Regions from separate parts of the Mus musculus genome. Here regions 2, 3 and 4 are each linked to region 1. The links are chromatin contacts, called in public HiChIP or PLAC-seq and promoter capture Hi-C maps. All regions are on one chromosome and are shown on one strand. Each heading gives the region's core, a stretch centred on a gene start, on an enhancer-like site or on the middle of the called end of the contact. The rest is flanking DNA. Distances are from core to core; before and after follow the strand shown.

The links. Promoter capture Hi-C pulls out the DNA fragments that hold promoters and counts their contacts. HiChIP or PLAC-seq counts read pairs in DNA pulled down with a chosen protein or histone mark.
Region 2: a contact with region 1 is called in an H3K27ac HiChIP or PLAC-seq map of large pre-B cells, with 3 times the contacts expected there. The contact joins the enhancer-like site here to the promoter of Erap1 in region 1. A contact is called at or near these places in 1 of 39 promoter capture datasets (hippocampal neurons), 1 of 15 datasets of contacts at CTCF or cohesin (large pre-B cells) and 4 of 115 datasets of contacts at active chromatin or transcription factors (bone marrow-derived macrophages, large pre-B cells and stem cell-derived neural progenitor cells).
Region 3: a promoter capture Hi-C map of pre-B cells shows a contact between it and region 1, with 5 times the contacts expected there. The contact joins the promoter of Cep72 here to the promoter of Erap1 in region 1. A contact is called at or near these places in 3 of 39 promoter capture datasets (liver and pre-B cells) and 1 of 9 other capture datasets (adipose tissue).
Region 4: a contact with region 1 is called in a promoter capture Hi-C map of liver, with 3 times the contacts expected there. The contact joins the promoter of Nkd2 here to the promoter of Erap1 in region 1. A contact is called at or near these places in 2 of 39 promoter capture datasets (liver and pre-B cells).

The regions. Positions count from the first base shown.
Region 1 is chr13:74,636,012-74,641,258 of GRCm38.p6, reverse strand. It overlaps Erap1 (endoplasmic reticulum aminopeptidase 1), which reads right to left and starts at 1,406. Exons shown (of 19, transcript NM_030711.5): 1 at 1,366-1,406.
Region 2 is chr13:75,225,093-75,230,699 of GRCm38.p6, reverse strand. No RefSeq gene overlaps it. Among named protein-coding and RNA genes, the nearest start is that of Pcsk1, 140 kb to the right of the region's middle. Within about 2 kb of position 2,594, at least 28 of the 459 cell types and tissues checked have an H3K27ac peak or open chromatin away from gene starts, as enhancers often do.
Region 3 is chr13:74,058,195-74,064,071 of GRCm38.p6, reverse strand. It overlaps Cep72 (centrosomal protein 72), which reads left to right and starts at 1,787. Exons shown (of 12, transcript NM_028959.3): 1 at 1,787-1,888; 2 at 4,503-4,630; 3 at 5,578-5,770. The coding sequence starts at 1,810.
Region 4 is chr13:73,845,977-73,851,740 of GRCm38.p6, reverse strand. It overlaps Nkd2 (naked cuticle 2), which reads left to right and starts at 4,110. Exons shown (of 10, transcript NM_028186.5): 1 at 4,110-4,338; 2 at 4,436-4,471; 3 at 4,725-4,828. The coding sequence starts at 4,314. It overlaps Gm30303 (a long non-coding RNA gene), which reads right to left and starts at 4,133. Exons shown (of 3, transcript XR_382654.4): 1 at 3,933-4,133; 2 at 2,490-2,596.

The sequences.
Region 1 (5,247 bases), core at 157-2,656:
GAGATTCTGACTCCTCATGGTCCTCAGGGAAGTTAAAGGTAATTGTTTGGATGATTTCCCACTTGTATTAGGACTGAATGTAAAACAATCTCAGCAACACATAAGCTTTCAAACAGCCCCCAGGATAATCCAACTTCTGTTAACATGCACTGAAAATGGCTCGTCACTTCTAACAAAGTATTTCAATGCAGAATTAAAACTATGTAAATATACTAGAATTTTCCTCTTGGGGCCACCTTAAAAAGCTGCTGATTCAAGGTACATTTCCAAATCTGATCAGGAAAGGGGTGGAGGGGGCTGGTGAGATGGCTCAGTGGGTAAGAGCACCAGACTGCTCTTCTGAAGGTCCGGAGTTCAAATCCCAGCAACCACATGGTGGCTCACAACCATCCGTAACAAGATCTGATGCCCTCTTCTGGTGTGTCTGAAGACAGCTACAGTGTACTTACATATAATAAATAAATCTAAAAAAAAAAAAAAAAAAAAAAAAAAAAAAACCTATGGCAGGAAAGGGGTGGAGGTGGGAGCTTTGACAACTGTGGCCAATTTTAAAAAGGTTTTAAATTATTGACCATATATGGAGCTGACAGGAATTCTGGCTTTCTAAAGAAAACACAGTTTGTCTTTCCAAACCCGGGTTACCCAAAGAACCATCAATAAAAGTTTAAACAAAGTGTGTTCTCTTGGTCCTTCCCTTCCTCTTAGGAAATTAACCATTCTAGCAACATAACAGAAAAGGCACTCATTTTGCTCAAACAAGTTCAAATAAAGCTTTCTCTATAATGGCCTCATGTAGCCTTGGGGGGCGGGATCCAGATAGTGATCAGGAGCGGGAGGGGGAGGGAGAGGGGAGCGGGAGAGGGAGGGGGAGAGGGACCGAGTTGGGAGTGGGGCCCGGTTTGCAGGGAGTACAGGCGGAAGAGAGGGAGCCTTCCGGACACTCTGTGCCCTCCCCAGCGCTTCTTCGCTTTCTCTGGGAATACTCTCAAGGTGTTCTCCACAGGCCGCTCCCTAGGTCCGCCCAGTCCTCCCTGGTCGCCATTAGGCTTTAGTGGGATGGACCGCTGGCCAGTCTCCAGCAGCTAGGCGGCTCGTGGTCAGCTCCTGCCAGTGACTCACTCGAGCCAGCGAGTACGCCGGCCCGGCAGCCTCGGCTTTCTCCGGGCCGGGCCGGCCAGCAGCGCCCTGCCGGGGCTTCACGCTCCTCGGCGTGCTCAGACTCCTGCTCCCGATCCTCCGCGCCCGTCCTGCGCACTTGAGCCCGGGCCTCCACCGGGGTCGGTTAGCCAGAGCCCACCCTCAGCTGCCCACAGCCCTGTACCGTGCGGGCCCAGTCCTCCACCGGGCCAGGCCGAGACTCCTCACCTTCATCACAGCCGCCAGTCTGGCCGCCCGGGACCGAAAGTGAAAGTGAAGGTGGACCGGCAGGGCACGTGGGGCTGAGGGTGAAGTGAACCTGCTAAGGCGCTAAAAGAGAGCAAGCCTAAGGGATCTAGCCAGGGCTTCGGGAACTCAAAGTTAGGGACCCTGATAGGGAATGCATTCTCCAGGACTGGCAGAGCACCAGGCAGGGAGGCGCACCCATCAAAACGTGGACTTTTTTCTCCTCCACATCTCGTGGTGTATTTGTTTTGTTTGCTAACTTCACTAACGGAAGAAATGCAGCAATGTGCAAAGGTAGTGCTCAAAATGGCATTGGCCTGCCAACTTGGAAGGACACCTATTGGATGCAGATGTTTTCATCTGAGAGCCCTGCCCCACCCCCAAAAGATTCAACCTGGGAAGTCAAATTCTGAGTGCTCTGGGGATTTTCTGTTCAGTGTAGGTACCTTATATGCTGGGGGGGGGGGGGGGGAGATTAGAGGTGGCCCCCAGAACTTCCCTACCCCTAATAAGGAAAAGACACTACACTACAGAGGATTGCTATTTATTTATTTATTTTTGGTTTTTCAACACAGGATTTCTCTGTGCAGCCCTAGCTGTCTTGAAACAGCCCTAGCTGTAGATCAGTCTGACCTCGTACTTGCCGATCCGCCTGGAGAGCCGGGATCAAAGGCGTGTGCTACCGCTGCCAGGCAAGGTTAGATGGCTTAGTGGTTAAGAACCCGCTGCTCTTTCAGAGTTCATTTGTTCAATTCCCAAGAAACTATAGGGTGGCTCACGACCATCTAGAAAGGAATCTGATGCCCTCTTCTGGCAGGTAGGTGAACATGCAGCACTCCTACATTTAAATAAATAAATTTAAAGCCAGTTTTACACAGAAGTAATCAAACACACATTCTAGTTCCTGTCCAAATATTATCCTGGCTGTTCCCCAGTTTGCTTAGGCCTAGTTCTCAGTGTCCTGCCCTTTGAGAACTTGGCATCCAAGCCTCTGAGCATTATTTCTCAACACTGTTTTCAATGCTTGTTTTTGCAAAAACTATGTACCACCAGGGACATTTTTTTTTCTTACAAAGGAAAACATTTAATTGGGGGCTGGGTTACAGTTTCAGAGGTTTAGTCCATTATCAGCATGGTGAGAAGTATGGAATGGTGCAGGCAGACTTGTGCTGGAGGAACCAAGCGTTATATTTGATCCGAATGTAGCCAGAAGAATACTCAGATTCTACACTGTTCAGAGCTTGAGCATTGGTTAGCTCAAAGCCCAACTCCACAGTGATGGACTTCCTCTAACAAGGCCACACCTCTTCATAGTGCCACTCCCTATGGGCCAAGCATAGAAACACATCAGTCTATGAGGGCTAAACTTATTCAAACTAGCACATTTATGCACAACATAAACTAGGCCTGATTAAGGTGGATAATATAATATCCTTTCTCCCACCCCAAGAGATAAAGCATCATATATAGTCCAGCCTGGACTGAATTCATGGGCTACCTACTTCAGCCTTCAGAGTAGTTGGTACTGTGGTATATACCAACCACTACATCCTGAAATCTTTGTGTCCTTGTGGCCTACCAACAACTAAACTACTAAAATACATAGTGCATCTATGGAACAGTACTAAAAATAAAACCCAGCTCCCTGTAATTTTCAGTCACCTTTTAAGAAACTGAGCCAAGCAATCCTAAAAATCGCATTCTTAGCAGCTACTTGTGGCATATGTCTTTTGGGTAGCATATGCCTCTAATCTCAGCCTGGAGGGGAGGAAAACCACCATGAATTCTAGTCTCAAAACAAAACAAAATACTTGAGCAGCAATAAAGCTCTGAGCTTGAATAACATCAGCTGATGGTATGTGGTAGACAACAGGTCCTTACTAGTCCTTTAATGTGATTTGCTGCACATCCCTGTGATGATGGCTGGTAGGGGAGGGCCTAGAAGATCAGCCAAATTCCAAAAGGGGCTAAATCTTAAAGAAGATGCAAATGGGAACTACAGAAATAGCTCAGAGATTAAGAGTACTGACTGCGTCTCTAAAGGACTCCAGTTCAACTCTTAGCATCCACATGGCAGCTCACAGGGAGACTCAAAAAAAAAACTGTGGCCAGGAGGTGTTGGTGCACACCTTTAATCCCAGCACTTGGGAGGCAGAGGCAGGTAGATCTCTGAGTTTGAGACCAGCCTGGTCTGTAGAGCCAGCGAGTTCTAGGACTGCCAAGGCTACACACAGAGAATCCCTGCCTCAAAAGACCAAAAACAACAACAACAACAACTGATTTGACTGTGCGATGGTGGCTCATGCCTTTAATGCTAGCACACAACAAGCAGAGAAAAGCAAGTCTCCATGAGTCCCAAACCAGCCTGGTCTACATAGAGAGTGTTCCAGGATAGCCTAGGCTACATACTATTCAGCCCCACAATATTTCTAATTATTTACTTCTTTAATGTTTATGCAGCTGAGACTGAACCTGGAATCTTGTGTGTGCTAAGCCCACACTTTACTACTTCCTACATTGCAGCTGTCCATCATTTATATCAGTGCCTGAGACTCCCAATTTGGGGGTCCTCTACAAACATCTGTAGATACGGCAAGTAGTTCCATTTCTAGATATAAAACAAAGACCTAGATTCTTTAGCCACACCTCCTACTTCTTGTTAAAGCCTGACTCTGTCAATCTGACTTTCTATCCTGTTGTTTTAGATTAGAAGCCTATGACAATTGAGAATGTGAATTGACCTACAGTATGGTTCCAGCTAGGTGTACTCCTGGAATTTTCTCTAGCATCTTCAAGTTTCGACTATTTTAAAGCACATGGGTTTTTTTTTGGGGGGGGGGTTGTTTGTTTGTTTGTTTTTTGGGGTTTTTTTATTTTTTGTTTGTTTTTTGTTGTTGTTTTTAAGATTTATTTATTTATTGAACATTTTAAATAGGATATTTTATTTATTTTTATTTCATATGTTATTCCCTTTCCCATTTCTCTGCAAACCCCTTATCACATCTTCCTTTACTCTGCTTCTATGAGGGTGCTCCCCCACCCACCCTCACCACCCTAGCTTTCCTCTACACTGGGGCATCAAGCCTTCACAGGACCAAGGGCCTCTCCTCCCACTGATGCCAGATAAGACCCCTTCAGCTCCTTCAGTCCTTCCCCTAATTCCTCCACTGAGGTTCCTGTGCTCAGTCGATGGTTAACTACTAGCATCCGCATCTGTATCGGTCAGGATCTGACAGCCTCTCAGGAGACAGCTGTATCAGGTTCCTGTTAGCAAGCACTTCTTATCATCCACAATAGTGTCTGGGTTTGGAGTGTGCATGAAGGATGGATTCCCCAGGCTGGATGGCCTTTCCTTTAGTCTCTGTCCACTGTTTGTCCTTGTATTTCCTTTAAACAGGAGCAATTCTGGGTTAAAATTTTAGAGATGGGTGGGTGGCCCTATCCCTCAACCAGGGGGGTCATGCCTAAACTTTGGATATGGTCTCAACAGGTTCTCCCTCCCCTTTGTGGGGTATTTCAGCTAATGTCATCACCTTGGGGTCCTAGGAGGCTCTTGCTTTCCTGGCATCTGGGACTTTCTGGTTGCTACCCCCAGCTCCCCAGCTCCCATTGCTACACACCTCTCTTCAATTTCCTGACCCTCTGTACATCTCCTGTATTTCCTGCCATACCTGATTCTTCCCCTATTTTCCCCTCCCTCTCCTCTCTTCCTGCCAAGACCCTCCCACCCTCTACTTCCCTTGATTATTTTGTTTCCCCTTCAAAGTAGAACTAAGCATCCACTCTTTGGTCTTCCTTCTTCTTCAGCTTCATGTGGTCTGTGAGTTGTATCATGGGTCATCTTTGTATATTTTTCCTTTGATG
Region 2 (5,607 bases), core at 1,345-3,844, 590 kb before region 1:
CCCCCCCCCTTTTTTTTGACATGGGATGGAAGCCCATGGCCTTATTGGTTCTTTGATTCTGCTGTTTTCATCTTGGGTAGCACATAACTGAGACTAGCATCTGACCAGTTCTGACCTGGCAGCTTCCTGTTGTGAGGTAGGACCAGGGAACAGATCCAAAGCTGAGGTGCCTTCCTCCTACAACCTGAGGCCAGCTGTGGGTCAGCAGCTGGACTCCCGGAGCTTTTTGTGGTAAGGACTGAAATCAGGGCAGTCTTTGTATAAAGCACAAGTGGAGTGTGTGTGTGTGTGTGTGTGTGTGTGTGTGTGTGTGTGTGTGTAATTCTGATCACTCAGGCAGTCTGCTGCTAGAGGAAGTGTCTGTTTTAACTAAGGTTAGTCTTAGGCTGTGCTCTGAGCTGTGTGGCTTTAGGTAAAGGACAGCCTCTCTGAGCCTTGTTTATTCTTGTCTAGAAAATATGTTTTGGAGTAGGTCCAGCTGATCCTCAACTATGAGGAATAGATAGATTCTGTCCAACAGTAACTTTGCTTTCTTGAGTCTAAAGACTGAGTTTTTAAATATAATTTCCTGACTTTTAACTTCTCAAATCTGTAACCTATTCAACACAATCTTTACTGTTGTCAAACTTACTTTGTCAAGAAATTTGTGCTATACTGGGGGTGAAGTCATGTCCACATGGAAGTACAAGAAATGTCATAATGGATCTATTTTTTTAATTCAGATTATACATCTCTCATGCAATGTCCGGTGTCAGTTATTTTTGAAAGCCTCAGGTTCCAGGGGCTGATGAGCAGTTTTGAAGGGCAGCTAGCCTGGAACCTGCAGACTCTCTTCTTAGCCTGCTCAGCTGTTCAGGATGGGCAAGGACAGAGGCTCTTTTCTCAAGCCCACTTAATTCTGCTGACCCCAACTTGGAAGGTGGACTCCTTTTTATGACTAAGGAGCTAATGTCTGTGTGACAGCTCATGGCATCCATCTTTAGAGAACTGCCTTAGAAGAGCCTGATGCTCAGCTACTGGGTTAGGATAGGGTAAGGAAAGGTTAGGGTGAAGGTAAGGGTGAGGGTCAGGTTGAGGGTGACGGTCAGCCTCATGGTCGCTGTCACTGTTTTCTCTTTCTCCATAAAAACTCCATAAAAATAAAAGTGCATCCTGTCACTCATTTCCTTTAACTTCAATACCAGTGCTGTATTATCAGGTCATTTAGAAACATACACCATTGTAGGTACGAGAAGAACTGTTTGTAGAATCCTGACTAAATAGTGTTCTATACAAAATTCTGGAAAAGAACTACCATGCTGCTGCCCCATAATCACACACGTCCACCTAGGAGCACCAGTCTCTTTTACTTTTAGATGTAGTTTCAGAAACTCTTGTTTAAAAAAAAGGTCTGATCCTTCTGTATGAGGAAGCTAGGATAATTACCCTGCTACAGAGGCAATTGAGCACCAGTTCCTTTGATTTCTTTTCTCCTTCACATCTTTCATCGTCTGCCTTTAGTTTTAGAAGATTTCATGTCTCCATTATTTTGTGCTAAGCTAACCTCAGCTTTTCCTGCCAAGACCAGGCTCTACAGTTCAACCTCCCTCTTGAAACATCAGCATCCCTCTGCTAGGGATTACTTTTAGTGGATTCACTTGAATTCAGTAACAAGAAATCTACTTCTGACCTACTCCCCTTATTCTCTGGACCCTATGTCTTCTTTTTTATTTTTCATATAAGCTTCATAAAGGACTAACCTATATGGAGCAAGACTATATTCACTGTTGGCAGCCTCTGCAATCTGCTTCTCTTGTTAGGTACCTGCACACTAGCTGTTGTGGACTTTGTGTTGCAGCTCATTTCTGGGGCATTTGCCTCTGTTGGTTGAGTTTCACTGCTCCACAGAGAATTCTGCTCTTGGTTTGTCTTGTTTGTTTCTGTCTTTTTTCACTGTGGCCTCCTCTGCTTCCCACCACTTGTGCTGGGTGGTCCAGCTGTCTGTTTCTTTCCTCCCAGTACTGGCAATCTTCTTGGATGAGCTTATCCACACTCAACATTTTAATTACTAACTTTGTGCCAATGACACTGTCTTTAGTACCTTACCGTCCCTCCCCTGATCTTCAGGCTCAACAATTCCATCACCTCCTAGGTACTTTTTCTCTGGATATTCTCCAGATGTTTGGCTCCATTTCTCAAAACGCACCTTCCTCCATTTTCTTCAATTTCTATTTGTCACTTTTTTTTCCCCTGTTATAAAATGTTAGAATTTCTCCCTCCTCCACTTCAGAAAACTGATTATTAAATCCTAGGACATGTCCATCTTTTCTGTCTCTCAGACTGATTCCATTCTTATTCTCCATACACTGTTAGAGCTGAGCATTCTCTGGCCTTGACCACCTCAACAACTGCCTCGCTGGACAGGGTTTCTGTAATTGCTCTGCTCTGTGCCCCTGCTCAAGAGCTTCTGGACCAAAACCACCTGTCTAAATCCACTCAGAATCCTACAGGGGAAACCCACTCCTTGTCTAGCATGCTCTAGCCCACTCTGAAAACACCAGCACCACTCAGCATGCCTCACTGACTGCAGTAATAATGCTCGCGGTAGTTTTCTACCACCACTCTGTTCTTTTCTTTCCTTGCTTCCTCTTTTCTCCAGTACACATGCTTTGCTATGAAGACTTAAGTTGGTCTTATGAATTTCAAGTAACTATTATAGTCTTCATGCTTGGGTCTGTAAAAAAGACAGGCTTCAGTTGAATAGTCACTTTAGTTGTTTTAATCCTCAATGCAGTCAGAAGGAGGACTGGGAATACAGTATTCCTGTGCCCCCCTGTGATTAAAAACTTGCCAAGGTGTGTAGATTTTCATACCAATGCGGCTCCAAACCCAGAAGCACTCGCCTGTTCTGAAGCACACACTGCCCTCCAGTGGAACTCCTTGGAAGGACACACCTGATCTGCCATGACGAGTGTTTCCAGTTATTTTTCCCCATCAAGCATGCTTTGAACAATGTCAAATTTTAATTCAAAATGATTTTATTTGACTAAAGAATATTTTTCAAGTCAAATCTAGTAGTGAAGGCTTTTAATTCCAGCTATCTGGGATGTAAAGGTGTGAGGACCTCAAGTTCAAGGCCAGCCTGAGAAAAACAGTGAGACCCTGTCAATGACTAAGTAAACATAAGAATCAGGCCATAGCTCAGCGATATGCCCCAATTCTTGCCTGGCATTTGGAAAGCTGGAAAATTTAAACCTGATGCTTAACAAACCCTACAACTAAAACTAGGCTGAAGCAAAAATAAAACTTACTTTGGAGCGTTTAAGAATTTGTTCTGTGAAGAGAGCAAACACAGTCACCCTGACAAGCTACTTCATCCAGTGCAACCCTTACTTAACACCAGTATATCCTTTTTTTGGTTTTCAACCACGGAAAGGATGATGGTAAAGGCAACTATAATCTCTATATATCTATATATAATACTGGTTAATATTATGTAAAGCTGTATTTTATGTAATTTATGGTTTTGCTACAGAGTGACTTTAGAGAATTCTCTAATATGATAGAGCAAGAGTAAATTATTAGAAAACTATTAAATAATATTAAATTATATTCATAGACACACTGGTAGAAGATGCCACAAAGCCACACAGCAACTGGGCATCAAGGTGTCTGAATTTCTGTAGATGCTAGCTGGCTGCTCTGAAATGCATGTAGCCACATCTGCACTTGGGGCTCATAATGTGTGCTTGTGCAGAGTGTCACATTAACATCTTGCTTGGCATATGCCCTTTTAGATGAAAGACACTGCTAAGATTAAAGCTGACCTGCTGTATTGGGCAAAGGGCAGCCTGGATGCAGGGACACTCTTCTTCTGTCCACTGTCTGTGACTTTAGAAGTCCTCAGGGCAGGATCAGAGAATGGAGAACTAAGAACATACTTCAGATGTCTTAGAAACCAATAAAACTGTTGCTTGACCTCTTCTTTCTTAAGTTGCCAAAGCCATGGGGAAAGCTCTTTTCCTTCCTCCCTCTGTCCCTCTCTTATTCTCTCTTCTTCCAGCATTACCACCACCACCACCACTTCTTCCTATACCTCCTCCTTCTCCTTCTCCTTCTCCTTCTCCATCTTGTTATTCTTTTGTCTTAGCTTCATCTACTCAGAATCACTTGTTAGAAGAACTTGAGGTAACTTTTTTTAAAAGGGAAAAGGATGGACAGATTTTACTTAGAGTGTCTTGTTCATCCCTATTTTTTCAAGCCTGAAATTTACAAAATAGAAGTTGTTCAACTGCTGCTGCTTACATAAATCTCAGGAAAAGCCAAGTATCAGACAGAAAGGTTAAAAGAGAAAAAAGAAAAAGAAATGAAAATAAAATCTACTTTTGGTCTGCTTTCGTGTTTTAAACACATATTTCAGGCCTCAGGTTCCAACACGCCAGGTCACGACTGTACTCCGTTTTGCATGGTTCCTTGTTTTATAACCTAACATTATGTTTCATCCCTTCCTGTTTTGCTTGTGCTCTGCTTCATTTATTATCCCTTCTTTCTTCATTTGAAATCCTTGTTTACTATGTTAGAGTTCCGTGGGGCGTGGAACTTACAGTATCAGTAACTCCCAAAGCCCAGAGAATATATAAACATAATAAAATGCCTGGACTTTGACTCTGGAAGAGAAACATGTGATCAACTACAACTTCCCTAAAGATAACTGCTCTGAAGTTTAGTTCACAGAAATTTAATGTTCCATAATATAAATGGCTCACCTGTTGCTTTTGATGAGTTCTAGCCCACTCTTCCTGGATGTGGACTCCTGGGAAGAGGGTCTTTGAGATAGCAGATGGCTCAGCCCAGAGGTGAGGTCATTGAAAGAACATGGTAACACTTTGTACTTGGAAGACTGCCTGACTATTTGTGCCTCAGAGCCTTGGATTCTGGTCCTTGCTTAGACCTTTGCACCTTGGCAAGCCCAATTTATCTTTCAGTCTTGAACTGAGTGCCACTGTCGTGGTAGCAATTCTGAGTGTCCGTCTATGGATTGGCCTATGGGTACAGTAACTATGCACAACAGCACCATAACTTGCTCTAGCTTGGAAATAAAAATGTTTATGAGGGAAAAGATGGCAACAAACATCTCTCTTAATACTGAATAAAGTAAGGAGAGGCCAGGTGCCTGGCTTCAGTGGTTCTTAGCAATGATCTTAACTACTGTCAGGTACCGATACCATCCATGCGCTTTAGCTATGCAACTTGATTTGAGCACTATATGAGAGAAGAGTGGAATCACAACTTTGATACCATACTGCCAAGAAAACGTGTATATAACCACAAGAAAATTATTTGAATATCTTCATGCATCTATAAGAGAAAATGTAAATGTAAAAACCAGTATCAATAATAAAATCTCTACTTGGCTTTTATGGAGGGTCCCAGGTAGCTTTTAGGGAATATTTTAAGTTGGGAGAGCCTTTTAAAAATTCAAGGCATTGCCATATTCCAATTTTTGGTCATGGCATTATATATTATATATGCAAAATGAAAAGGGATTAAGCAAAAATCACGCAGTGAGCTGAGGAAAATCCAAAGCATAAAAATCCCACATTGGACACAAAACAGCATGTAGGCATG
Region 3 (5,877 bases), core at 538-3,037, 580 kb after region 1:
CAATGTCATGTCACCCATAGCTCTAAGAGGCCCACTGAGGATGCAGGGCCCTCCTCCTATCTAAAACTCTCAGTCTTGATGGCACCTCCTCCTTTTACTCCCTATGGCCAAAGACAGTCATGGAGAAAGGCAGAAACCCTCAGGGGCCAGCTTGAACCTATATTTTCTTCAGGCACATATGGGTGGGTCAGCCTCAGGCTGCCCTGCCTCCCTCCTGGTCTTTTTGAAGATGACTATATATTTTGTGCCCACATGTTTAGAGATTCAGGCTGGAGAGTGAAAGCCTCCATGGAAGATCCTAGAAAACCACAAGGGGTATCAGGTAGAAAGAGCCAGAGAGGCCTCCTCTGCTCCCACCAATGTCCAGCTGGCCTAGGTTGTGGGTCTTAAGCAGCACATGTTTTGGCATGTCCTACAGAGAGAGCATACAAAAAGAAGCACAAGCCTTATACATGGCAACAGTGGCTCTTCTTACCCCATCTCAGACAGCTGATGAATGCCAAGGTTGGGAGCAGCATGGGGGGGGGGTGTGTATGTGAGATCAACAGAATGTTCTGGGTAGGACTGCCTGCCAACTCTCCAGGTAGTAGGGAAGACCAGGCTGTGGGACTCCAGCTAAGGAAGGTTCCTGCTAACCTCCAGGTCTAGTTGGGAAAGCTTTATGAACTATGAGGCAGAAGGGATTGTTCCTGATGTGACCCAGCCTGGCTCATCATCTCTATCTCCGAGTCACAACACTGTTCCTTGCTCTGTGTCTTCACCAGCACCAAATCAAGTTCAAGTGCTGCTGGCTCACTCCTAAACACCTCAAATGGAACTTAAGGACATAAAACAGCTTAAATGCATGTAGGTTTGGCCACAGTCTAATGTTACCACGGCAGATGGTATTTAATAAACCACCGGAAAGAGTACTTGGTAGTAATTAATCATTAGCATAACCTTTTACTGAGGCTTGTAAGAAATCATAGGCTTGTAGGAATCTTTGCAGGGTGCAAAGCTAATCCTTGTCCCTCTTTCTTCAGTGAAGATGTAAAACGTTAGTAAACAGAAACGTTACTTCCCAAGTTTCTACTGGCACTTTCATTGCAGTAGAAAAGCTGGTCTTGGGTCTGTCCCTGACAGACCATCCGTCTCCCCAAGGTCCCACTTGGACTCTGATCTTGGTCAGAGAAAATAGAATAAGAGAGGGTGATTGAAATCTGTGTTGTGTCCTGAGGCGCCACATGTCTTAGATGGCAAGCATACAAGCCTTAATTTGCTTCTGAAAAGCTTAGTTATCTCTCCAATGCCTGGAAGTTATTAGTAGACCCCAGGTTTGATGAAAGGACTTTCAATGTGTCTTAGTTAGGAGAAATTTTTTTTTTTTTTTTTTTTTTTTTTTGCACACAGCCTGTCTCTCCAGCCACATGATGAGAACTTTTGGAAGTGCGTGGGGGTTGGCGGGGGGGGGGGGGGGGAGCATCTCAGGGGCTGGGACAGGAAGAAACCTTAGGAGAGAAGGCTCCTGGAGGGAGTAGGAAATGAATGGAAGTGGGAGTAGGTGCGAATGCCCCGGGCACTAACAGCTGTTTCCACAAACCGCACTGAACGCAATGGGGTTGTCCTGGGGAGGAGCCAGAGCAGGGTGAGGTTGCACTCAGAGCTCAGCGGATTAGGATGGCTTGGGTGAACCTGTCCCAAAGAAAGTTTTAAACACAGCCGAAGCTCCGCCCACCCTCCTGGGCCCGCCCCTTGCAGGCTTGGTCCCGCCCGCCCGTTCCAGATCACGTCACAGCGCAGGCGCCGCGCGCCAGCGTCCGGTTTGAAAACATGGCGCCAGGCCAGCGGTTGGTTTTGTGTGAAGAGACTGTACGAGAGCGCAGCGGCCTGGGTCCCCACCGCGACCTGGGTGCGTGGGGGACAGACTGGGTTGGCCTGCCGGGCCTGATAGCTCTGCCTCCGTGCGAATGGCACTTGACCACAAACGGTCTCGGCCCGTGGGGCAAGGAGGCGGGGCCGGCTGGGCGGGTTTGTGGGGAAGGGCGTGGCTAAGGTCCTGGAGAGCCGGTGGACGCGGCCTGGGTTTTCTGTGGGACCGCGGTCAGGCTGAGCCCCCCGCTTCTTTTTTGCAGCAGCTTTCATCTGTCTTCCTGGGTTCCTACATGGCATTTCGCTTATGAAGATGCAGGTCTCTTTTTATATGGTTTGGACATCAAGGCCCCATTACGTTTTGAGCAAGAGATCGTGCGGAATTTGTGTTGTGATTTTTTTTTTTTCCTTTTTAACTTTTTTCCCCTGGACTTTGACAGGGAAACCACGCAGGCCTAGAATTTTCCATTGTTGAAGATTTTCGATTACCATTTTTTAAATTCGATTACGATTTTTAAACTTATAGTGGTTTCACCTAGAGTGCATTTTCGTTATCTAAATCGTTTTTTCTTGATTGTCAACCATATCTACATAGAACTGACTACAGCATTCTCTTACTATTTTATTAATGCTTGTGGGGCCTGTAGGGATATTCCCCATTTTCATAAATGGTACTTAATCTGGCTCTATCTTTCAGTCATGTTGGAGATATACGGTTTTTGGTCATGCCAAAGACACCACTTTTGGGTTGGTTGATTTGTCTTCACTGTTTTTAAATTTTACCTTTTTCTCTGTGCTTGCTTTGCATTTATTTTCCTCTTTAGATTCTAGAAGTGAAACGTGTGGATTAAAGCTTGTTTTATAATTTAAATCTCTTAATCTGTACATTTCTCTTTACGTATCACATAGCTGCACACACTAACACATTTGTTAGTGTTTATATTTCTACTGTGTGTTAAGGTACTGGAGATAGAACATAGGGCTTTGCATATGCTAAGCAAATGCCCTGTCATGGGACTTCACCCCAAACGTTTTTTTAATTTTTCAAGTGTGTTATTAAGCCAAGATGACCTTGATCTCCATTTTTAACGGAACCTGGCCTTGGAATTTTAGTCCGACACTCAAGTGGCTAGGATTGCAGGCAGTTGCCACCATGACTGGTTCTAATTTTCATTGATTTTAATATGCTTTTCAAATATCCCTTTAGGTATCTTCTTAGACCTCCAAATTATTTAGTGATTGCTCACATTTTTATTCTTTAGGGATGTCTTTTTAACGAATTATGTGTCGGGAGGTTTTCTTGTTTTTTTGTGTGTAATTCTATTATTGTCAGAGAACATACTGTGTATGATTTTGGTTCGCTTAAGTCTGCAGAGATTGTTTAATGCCCAAGAATCTGGTTTCTCTTGGAGAGTGTTCCAAGTACATGTAAAAACTGTGTCAGGTTGATTTTATTGGCTGATAGTATTCAGGTCAACCAGGAGGATTCTCTGTATAAAGACTTTGTTATTTAGTAAGAGGGTATATTAGTTGGTTTTCTCATTTCCTATGTGGGGGAAAAAAAACCGACAAGAAGCAACTTAAGGGGCTGGCAAGATGGCTCAGTGGTTAAGAGTGCCGACTGCTCTTCCGAAGGTCCCGAGTTCAAATCCCAGCAACCACATGGTGACTCACAACCATCCGTAACGAAATCTGATGTCCTCTTCTGGAGTGTCTGAAGACAGCTACAGTGTACTTACATATAATAAATAAAATAAATCTTTTTTAAAAAAAAAAAGAAAAAGAAGCAACTTAAGAGTGAGAAGGTTTATTTTGACTCACAGCTGGAGGAGATAAAAGTCAAGGTGAGGAAGGCATAGTGGCTAGGGTGTAGGGTAGCTGTTCACATTGCGTTTGCAGTTAGGAAGCAAATAGCAATGAATACTAGTGCTCAGCCTGCTCGCCTCCATTATTTGCTCTTGCTTGCTTGCTTGCTTGCTTGCTTGCTTGCAAGTCAGGGTCTTTCTATGTAGCTCTGGCTGACCAGGAACTTGTAAGAAGTAGTGGTCCATAGCTGTAATCCTGGACTCAGGAACTTGAAGCAAGACGATCTAGCATTCAGGGCCATTCTTGGCTGTCTGGATTTGTCTCAAAAGCAAACAAACAAACAAAATCAAGAACATTTTAAAAAGACAGTATTCAGGGCTCTTGAGATAGGCACAGGCCCTGATGCAGTAGGATTTTTGCAGTATGAGAAGATTCTGTTCCCAGTATGACATGGGCAAGTAGATGTTCTAGCCAGCAAGTAGTGTGTAGGGAGGCAGGGGGTCCATGGCTGGAACATTACTAAGAGGAAATGAGGAAGCAGAATGTTGCTGTGGCCCTGGGGATAATGAATGATAAGTGATACAGTGAGGGACCAAGGTGAGCAGGCACCGTGGGCAGAGAATTCTTGGTGAAATGACTTATCAGGGTTCTCTGCTAACCTCTGAGTTATAAGAAGTGCACCAATGGGCCTAGGATAGCATCTATAAGCCTGACTTTGGTCAAGCAGAGTGTCTGTCAGTATCTGTTGGGTTTCTAAAAATGTCTAAAATATTCCCCCTGAATTGAATTTCTATTACACTGTTTTAAATTTTAAAAAAGATTAAAATCTTACAATTTTCTATTCTTAGCTGAACTTCGATCTTTATCTATTCCTGGAACATACCAAGAGAAGATTACTCACCTGGGAAACTCTCTGATGCACTTGACAGCTCTAAAATCCTTAGACCTCTCACGTAACTCCTTGGTTAGCCTTGAGGTGCGTTTAGGCTTATTTGTTAAAATATCAGTGTCAGATGAACGTATTTTAATGGTTTAAAAAGAATGCAACATGTTTCAAAACTACACAAACAATGCTTATAGACTGTACCTTTAGAATTGTGTTATGCTGTCACTAGTGTTTATCTGGAGCTACGTGTCTAACCTGTCCCATTATATCTTTAAACTGCTTTGAATACCAAAGTACTAGCTTTCTGAAGAAGATGGATTATCTTTAAAGGGAAGGAAACAAGATCCCAAAGCCTAAAGTATGCATGCTCATGTCTCTCCCTCCCTTCATCTCTGTGCTGCCTCCGTCTGTAGGTTGTATCTGTAGGTTATATTCTGTAGGTTATATCTATCCATGGCTTGGCTCTTGGCCTTCTACCCTAAATGGCAGTATACAAATTTGGTACCCATTCATGATTTGAAAATAAAAAGTCTCCCAAGGTGACACAATTGGGAAGTTTATATAAATACTGCTTATTGCTCAATTCAGAGAGGAGGGCCTTACCTTGAAAGAAACATAGGGTGTACTTAATAGAGACTATTCCTAACATTGGTTTCAGAGTCTGACTTGTTTAGGGACAGGCTCCAGCTTTGGCTAAAGCAAGGATTGGCTCTTCCCTCAATCCCTAAGCATTAACCTCCTAATCTGGGTGTGTGGAGAGTAAATGAAATTGTGTAAATTATATAACGTGATTCATATTGGGCACTCAAGAGAGAGTCACTGTGCTTAGTACTGCTAGGGCGAACAGGCCTCTATTCAGATAGCTCATATGGTTGTTGCCCTATATGGAACATAGAATTTCACAAATAAGAACATGTTACACTGTTAGTTTTTTCTGGTAATAGTATGTGTTCATTATAAGTATGTTCCACTTGATTAGCCCATACCAATGGTTTACTTTTCATGATGAACTGATTGAGATATTTTCTTATTAACAGGGTATACAGTATCTGGTCTCCTTGGAGAGTCTCAATCTCTACTACAACTGTATTTCTTCATTAGCAGAAGTATTTAGGCTCCACACCCTACTGGAGCTCCAGGACGTGGACTTCCGGCTTAACCCCGTTGTGAAGAATGAGTCTGACTACCGCCTGTTTGTCGTGCACATGCTCCCGAAGCTCCGACAGCTAGGTGGGTGGAGGAGCTGTCGCCCTCCCAACCGCCCACAGTGGAGCTGCTCCTGGATAGATTATGCTGCTGTTCCATGCTGGAAACTGAAGCAGGTTTTTTTGCACTGA
Region 4 (5,764 bases), core at 2,861-5,360, 790 kb after region 1:
CTTATTGGGGTGACTCTCAGTCAGAGTGATGAGGTAAATAAATGCTTCGAGAACTTCAGTGTGTAGAAAATTTCATGTGTGCTGAGGTAGGGCTCATGACCTCAAATTCATGTCCCTTTAGCTTTTAGGAGTTGCCACACCAGCACAACGACACCGAAACTCTTTTGTGCTCAGGATAAGGTCTTATGTTGTGATCGGAAGACACAGCTTGAAATAATAAGACACTGTGTTCTGTGAATCAGTGTTGGCTTTTCTGTCCAGGCCTTAGAAGGATCTGTAAAATACCAGAGTGTGTTGTTGGAAAGGAAACAGATGCCTGTGGAGAGCTGGTGGCTAATATTTCACAAATAATCAGAAGCAACAATTCAGCCACAAAATAATGAGTGCATGTTGTGTGAAGGAAATAGTTCCTCAAACTCTGTCTCTGTCTGCATGTGTGATACCTTAATGGAAGAGATTGAAGGGATAGATTGGTTTGTTCTATCCAACTTTGTTACCTAATGTTCTGTGTTTGTCCCAAAGCGGGCCCTATTTCTTAAACAAGACCCCAGTCTCACAAGGAGGCTTGCCTGCATGCATCCTGGCCCACAATTCAAGTGGTCTCCCTGTGTGTTGACTGGCCTCAAACAGACTAGGATGTGCAGAGCTCAGTTCTGGGCCCTAGGGCCACCTTCTTCCCAGGGTCCTCTGCTCTGCGTCCTCTGCCTACTACTGGGCAAATCACAACACATTACAGACCTCCTTTCACTTCTGAAGAGGGAAAAGTGATGATTAATAGCAACCATAACCAAGACAACCACAGAAACAGGACAAGCTGCTTCTCTGCATAGTGGTCACCATGTAAGAACAGCTTATAACAGGTGCCATATGGTGGCATGCTATCCCAGGGAAGATCACACACACACACACACACACACACACACACACACACACACAGAGAGAGAGAGAGAGAGAGAGAGAGAGAGAGAGAGAGAGAGAGAGAGAAAGAGAGAGAGAGAGAGAGCTTCTTTCTGAAGAATACATGAAAGCAAGGGTCCTTCTTCCCCTGCCTGAAACAGACCCAACAAAAGATCACCACCACAAGCAGAAGTGGAAAAGTGGAGGACCCTTCATGGAGAGCCCCCATAACTATGCCTCTTTTAGACTGGGGTCCAGCCTCAAAGAGCAGAGAACATATTGCTACTGGAGCTGTTGAGTTTTTGCTGTTGGAAGTGAGTGGCACAGCATGGGACACCAACATGGGCAGGTGTGAGTAGCTGATGCTTGGATGCAGAGATGGACGCCAGGCAGCGTCTCTTCATCTTAGAGATAAGGGCACTGCCCTACCCACCTCTGACAGATAATGACAAAGTGCTTTGAACAGCTTCAAGCCCACAGCTTAATGAGACAGGTGTGGCTGTAGCACAGCCTTGCTCTTTGAAAGTTCTGAGAGTTGATTTTTATCAACTGGTGAACTCTTCCCAGAGCCTCAGGCCTGAGTAAGGCAGGATACTAGGTGTGGGATGCTGGACCCAAGATGTTAGACCAAGAACACAGGATGTTGGATACTGGGCAGAGGTAAGTCCTCATATGGCCAGCCCAATTGTGTTCAATCATCTCACCCTGAACAGCTGGGGGGTGGGGGGAGGACATTTGACTGCTCCAGCCAGAGAGCCCCAAGCTCGGGCTATTCCAAAAGATGAGAGTGGGAAATGGGAGGCAGGAACAGGCATAGAAGAAGCTTGAGTACAGGAGAAAGAGCTGAACCAGAGCCGGGCCCAGAGAGGACATGTCAGGCTAGCTGCATGTAAAGCAGGTGTCTGCTCCACTGGACTTGAGATGAAGTCATCGTCTAAATGGATTCTGCCTTGACACTGGGATGTGGCTTTCACACCTATAGCAATTTCCTCTTGGTTGGAAATGACCATGGCTATCTTGAAGCCGAGAAGCTGCAGACACCTTCTCTGGACCTTCATGATTTTATATTAATTTTACATCATGGAGGGAGAGAAACCTTCAGGGAGCCCCACCCACCCACCCAAGCTCTTCCTCTTTCTGATATTATGTAAGAAGCAAAGCCAGGGTTGGACTTCTTGGTGGTACAGCTGCCTATGCACTCTGTATGTTCCTGTGAATAACCCTAATACAGTAATTGATCAACAAGCTGCACTTGGATAGATCTGTGTCTTTGGTCTATCTGTGCTCTTTGTCTGGGGCAAAAAGATGTCTCTTTATTTCTCCCCAGGAAGCCACGCAAGTCACACATAGTCTTTGTGTTCTTTGTTGATGTCAAAATCCTTGGTTCGAAGCTCAGAGAGACCACAGAAGCATAGAACTGCAGGGGGTGTAGAATTCAAGGGACAGAGATAAGCCTGGACACAGGATCAGTGAATGGAAACTCACTCTCACCCTAGGTCACCTCCTGGGCCTCAAGTCCCAGCCTGAGGCTACTTTTGCCCAGTTTGACAGTTACACTGGGCCTTGTCTTCTCAGGCCAATAATGTACCTACCTTACTAAGCAGTGGCTCTGGGAGTGGGGAGGGTGGGAAGAATGGACATTTCTGGAAATTTCCATCCAAGTCTGTCTTCATCAACTAGGAAGTCGCACTCTCTACACCTAAACAGGATGAAGCAGAGGACATATAGAGCAAGCCAGCCTCACCTGGTTTGCCCAAAGCTGAGCCTAGACTGTGGTAGGCAGTGGAACACAGTGAAGCCTGTCCTTGTGGGAACCTTCCTCATTTATGGCCTCAGTGATAATGATAGCTATATTTACAAACACTCCCCCAAACATAGTTGTGGATCCTAATCATTGAATCCTCTCCTGGTATCCCATTCCTTCTTTCTCAGTTGCTGGTTGTGGGTGAAACCCTGACACAAAGGAGGGATGAGGCTAGGTGAATGGCCTGGTGGGTAAGGAGTCCTCATAATTACATGAGTCCATTCTACCTGTGTCATGCCCATGGCTGTGAGATGGTCCTGTTCAAGGTAAGCCATTCTGCACTTTTTTGGGGGGGGCAGTCATGAATCCTTAATATCAACAATTCCAAAGGACTTCAGAAGTTCAAGGTCATCTTAGCTATACATGGAGTTCAAGGCCAGCCTGGAATACAGACCATGAAGAGGCGGGGGGGGGGGGCTGTGGTTCTTTGCAGAAAGTATGTGCTAAAATTAAGTCACTCTAGGAGTTGAATGTTCTAGAGCAGACTATGTGAACACATCTCTGAACAGAGACAGGCTACTAGGTAGTGGTGACTCTTGAGTGGGAGAGTTGTAGGGTATATGAACCATATCTCAAGAAGGCTGGGAAAGAAAACTACACATTCATTCTTGATCTGTGTGTTACAGAGCTCTATGGGCAAAGTGGAGAACCAAACAGAGAGGTATCCCCAGAATAAGCTGGAGCCCAAGAAAGAAGGGGGAGTGAGATTTCTCTGAAACAAGGGTGGGTGATCTCTTCTAAGGGAGAAGCTGTAGGATGAGATACTGAGAGGGTTTTCAGAGGTTGGCCAGCCAAAGAGGAGCCAGATGGACTAACCACAGCCCAGCAAGGACCCTGCCCCAACCAAAGGCAAAGGGAAGGATGCAGGGCCTGTCCACACTGATGGGCAGCGTTGGTCTTTCATCAATGAGGGAAAGGGAGGAAGGTCTGCTCCAGCGGGCCAGGACTCACTTTAGTCCTACCTGCTCTCCCTCTCTTCCAGGTACCTTCCCATGGCCTTCTACCTCCGCACCCCACTCACCCCCAGCCCCTTCACGACAAGCATGTGCCTAACTCCTCTCACAGCCAAAGGTATCAAGAAGGTTGTCTAAGACGTAGGTAACTCTCTTCCAGGGTTCTCTCTTTCAAAGGAGGATTCCTAATACCGACTCTTGAATTTGGGAATCTCAAGAAAAAGATTGGTGAGGGGTGGAGGGTGTCCCCACAAAAGAAACCGCAGAGAGCCAGAAACCTGGAGTCCACGCAGGTAAGCTCTGTCTGCCCTCAGGGATGCCCTGTGCGAGTCGTTGCTCAGAGCAGGTTCCAAACCGCCTGTCTAGTAAAGTCTTAGGGTAAAGGAGACGCTAAGGTCCACTGCGCTACGGTCCGCGGCCGCGGGGGGCGCTGCGAGAACCCCTGTTAAAGCCCCGTCGCGGGCGCGCGCGCTCAGAGGGAGGCCGGCCGCTGCCCGCGCCGGTGTCTCCGGTTGCCGGGCCAAGCCTCGCCAGACTGCCCGGCCCCGGATCCAGGCTCCACGAGTTGCTCTCAGCTCGGGATTCACGCACCCCGGGCTCGAACCTCGGACGCACACCTGAGAGCTCGGCCGGAGGGTGGGTCCAGGCCCAGCGGAGACATGGGGAAATTTCAGTCCAAGCACGGTGAGGAGCGGGCCGGGGGGCGGGAGAGAGGGGGGCGGGTGGGCGCCGCCACTCACTGTCCCTTCCGTCTTCCCTGTGTCCTCCGACCGTGCCGCAGCCGCAGCAGCCTGCAAGAGGAGAGAGAGTCCCGAAGGTGAGCCCGGGTGCGGTCAGGGAGCGAGGCGGCCCCGGGGCCGGATGCGCAGAGCTCCAAGCTTGGGGCGCGCCTTGCCTCGCGCCCTCGATTGGGACACGCCTTGGGTCTCCGGGAGCGCGTGGCCTCGGGGCTCTGGGTACCGGGTGGGCGCTGCAAGGCAGGCTGGGCAGAAGCGCACTCCACGAAGCTCACGGTCTCCTTCCTTCTCCGTGGGTGCCTTGTTTCCCGCGCGTCTGCGGGCGGGCCGCAGGGGACAGCTTCGTGGTGCCTGCGTACGGGAGCGGTCGCAGGGGAGCGGAAGAAACGGACCGGCGCGCGGGCAGCGGTGTGGAACATCGCTCACGGGACAAGCAGGTAGGTTACGGGAAGGTGGGCTGGGTCGCGCAACTAAGGGCCTTGCAGAACCTGAGTCTTGCCTCTTTACAGTCGGGAGACGCAGAAGACTCATATGGCTGGCCAGGATAGCCTAACCCTCTCCAGCATCTGGCATAGTATCCCAGAGGGGGCTGGGTGGTACTGGAACCTCCAAGCGCTAGGCTGGACTGGTGACTCCACCCCTCAGGCAGGAGGAACTGGTGAAGGGATTCTAAGGCAGAGATGGGACTCAACTAGGGGGGCCATGATCTCAGAATTCCAGGCTTGAGTTGGAGGACCTTCTCCATCTGTTGATGGATGTTATAGGGCTGATTGCTTGCACAATGAAGTTGTCCAGAGGTTAAGGCTACCCTTGCCTCCCATCTTTTGGAGAGCTTAATACAGGCCTGCAGGGAGCATCCCTGGACAAATGGGCAGTGGAAAAAACGGTGTCCCCAAACCATAAGAGCTACCCTGTGTCTGAGAGAAGATGATCCATGTGCTGTGTTTAAGAGCAGAGAACTGCCCAGGGCCAGGGCCCCAGGGATGAGATGTGATGGAGTGTGGGTGAAACACCCACATATCTGCCAGCAAGAAGAAGTAGACATTGGGCTATTGGTGTTGGGGAGAGCAGAGTTTGAAAGGACAAGAACAATACACTTGGTCACCTAGAACTGGCTCCCCACTACTGGCTCCCACTACAGATAGACTCCCTCACTGGCTGGGAGCTCTGTGAAGTCGGCAAGTGGGCTGGCATCAGTGTTCTTTCTGAAAGGACCTTCTGGTGGGTGAATAGAAACTTCTGGGTGTTCATGAATACTTGGTGTGGCCCTGACCTGAGACCTGGAGCTACGGAGGCTTAAAATAATATGTACTAGAGTTTGGATGTGTGCTTTCTGAGCGGATCTACTGTAGCTGTAAAAGCGGGTATGCTGA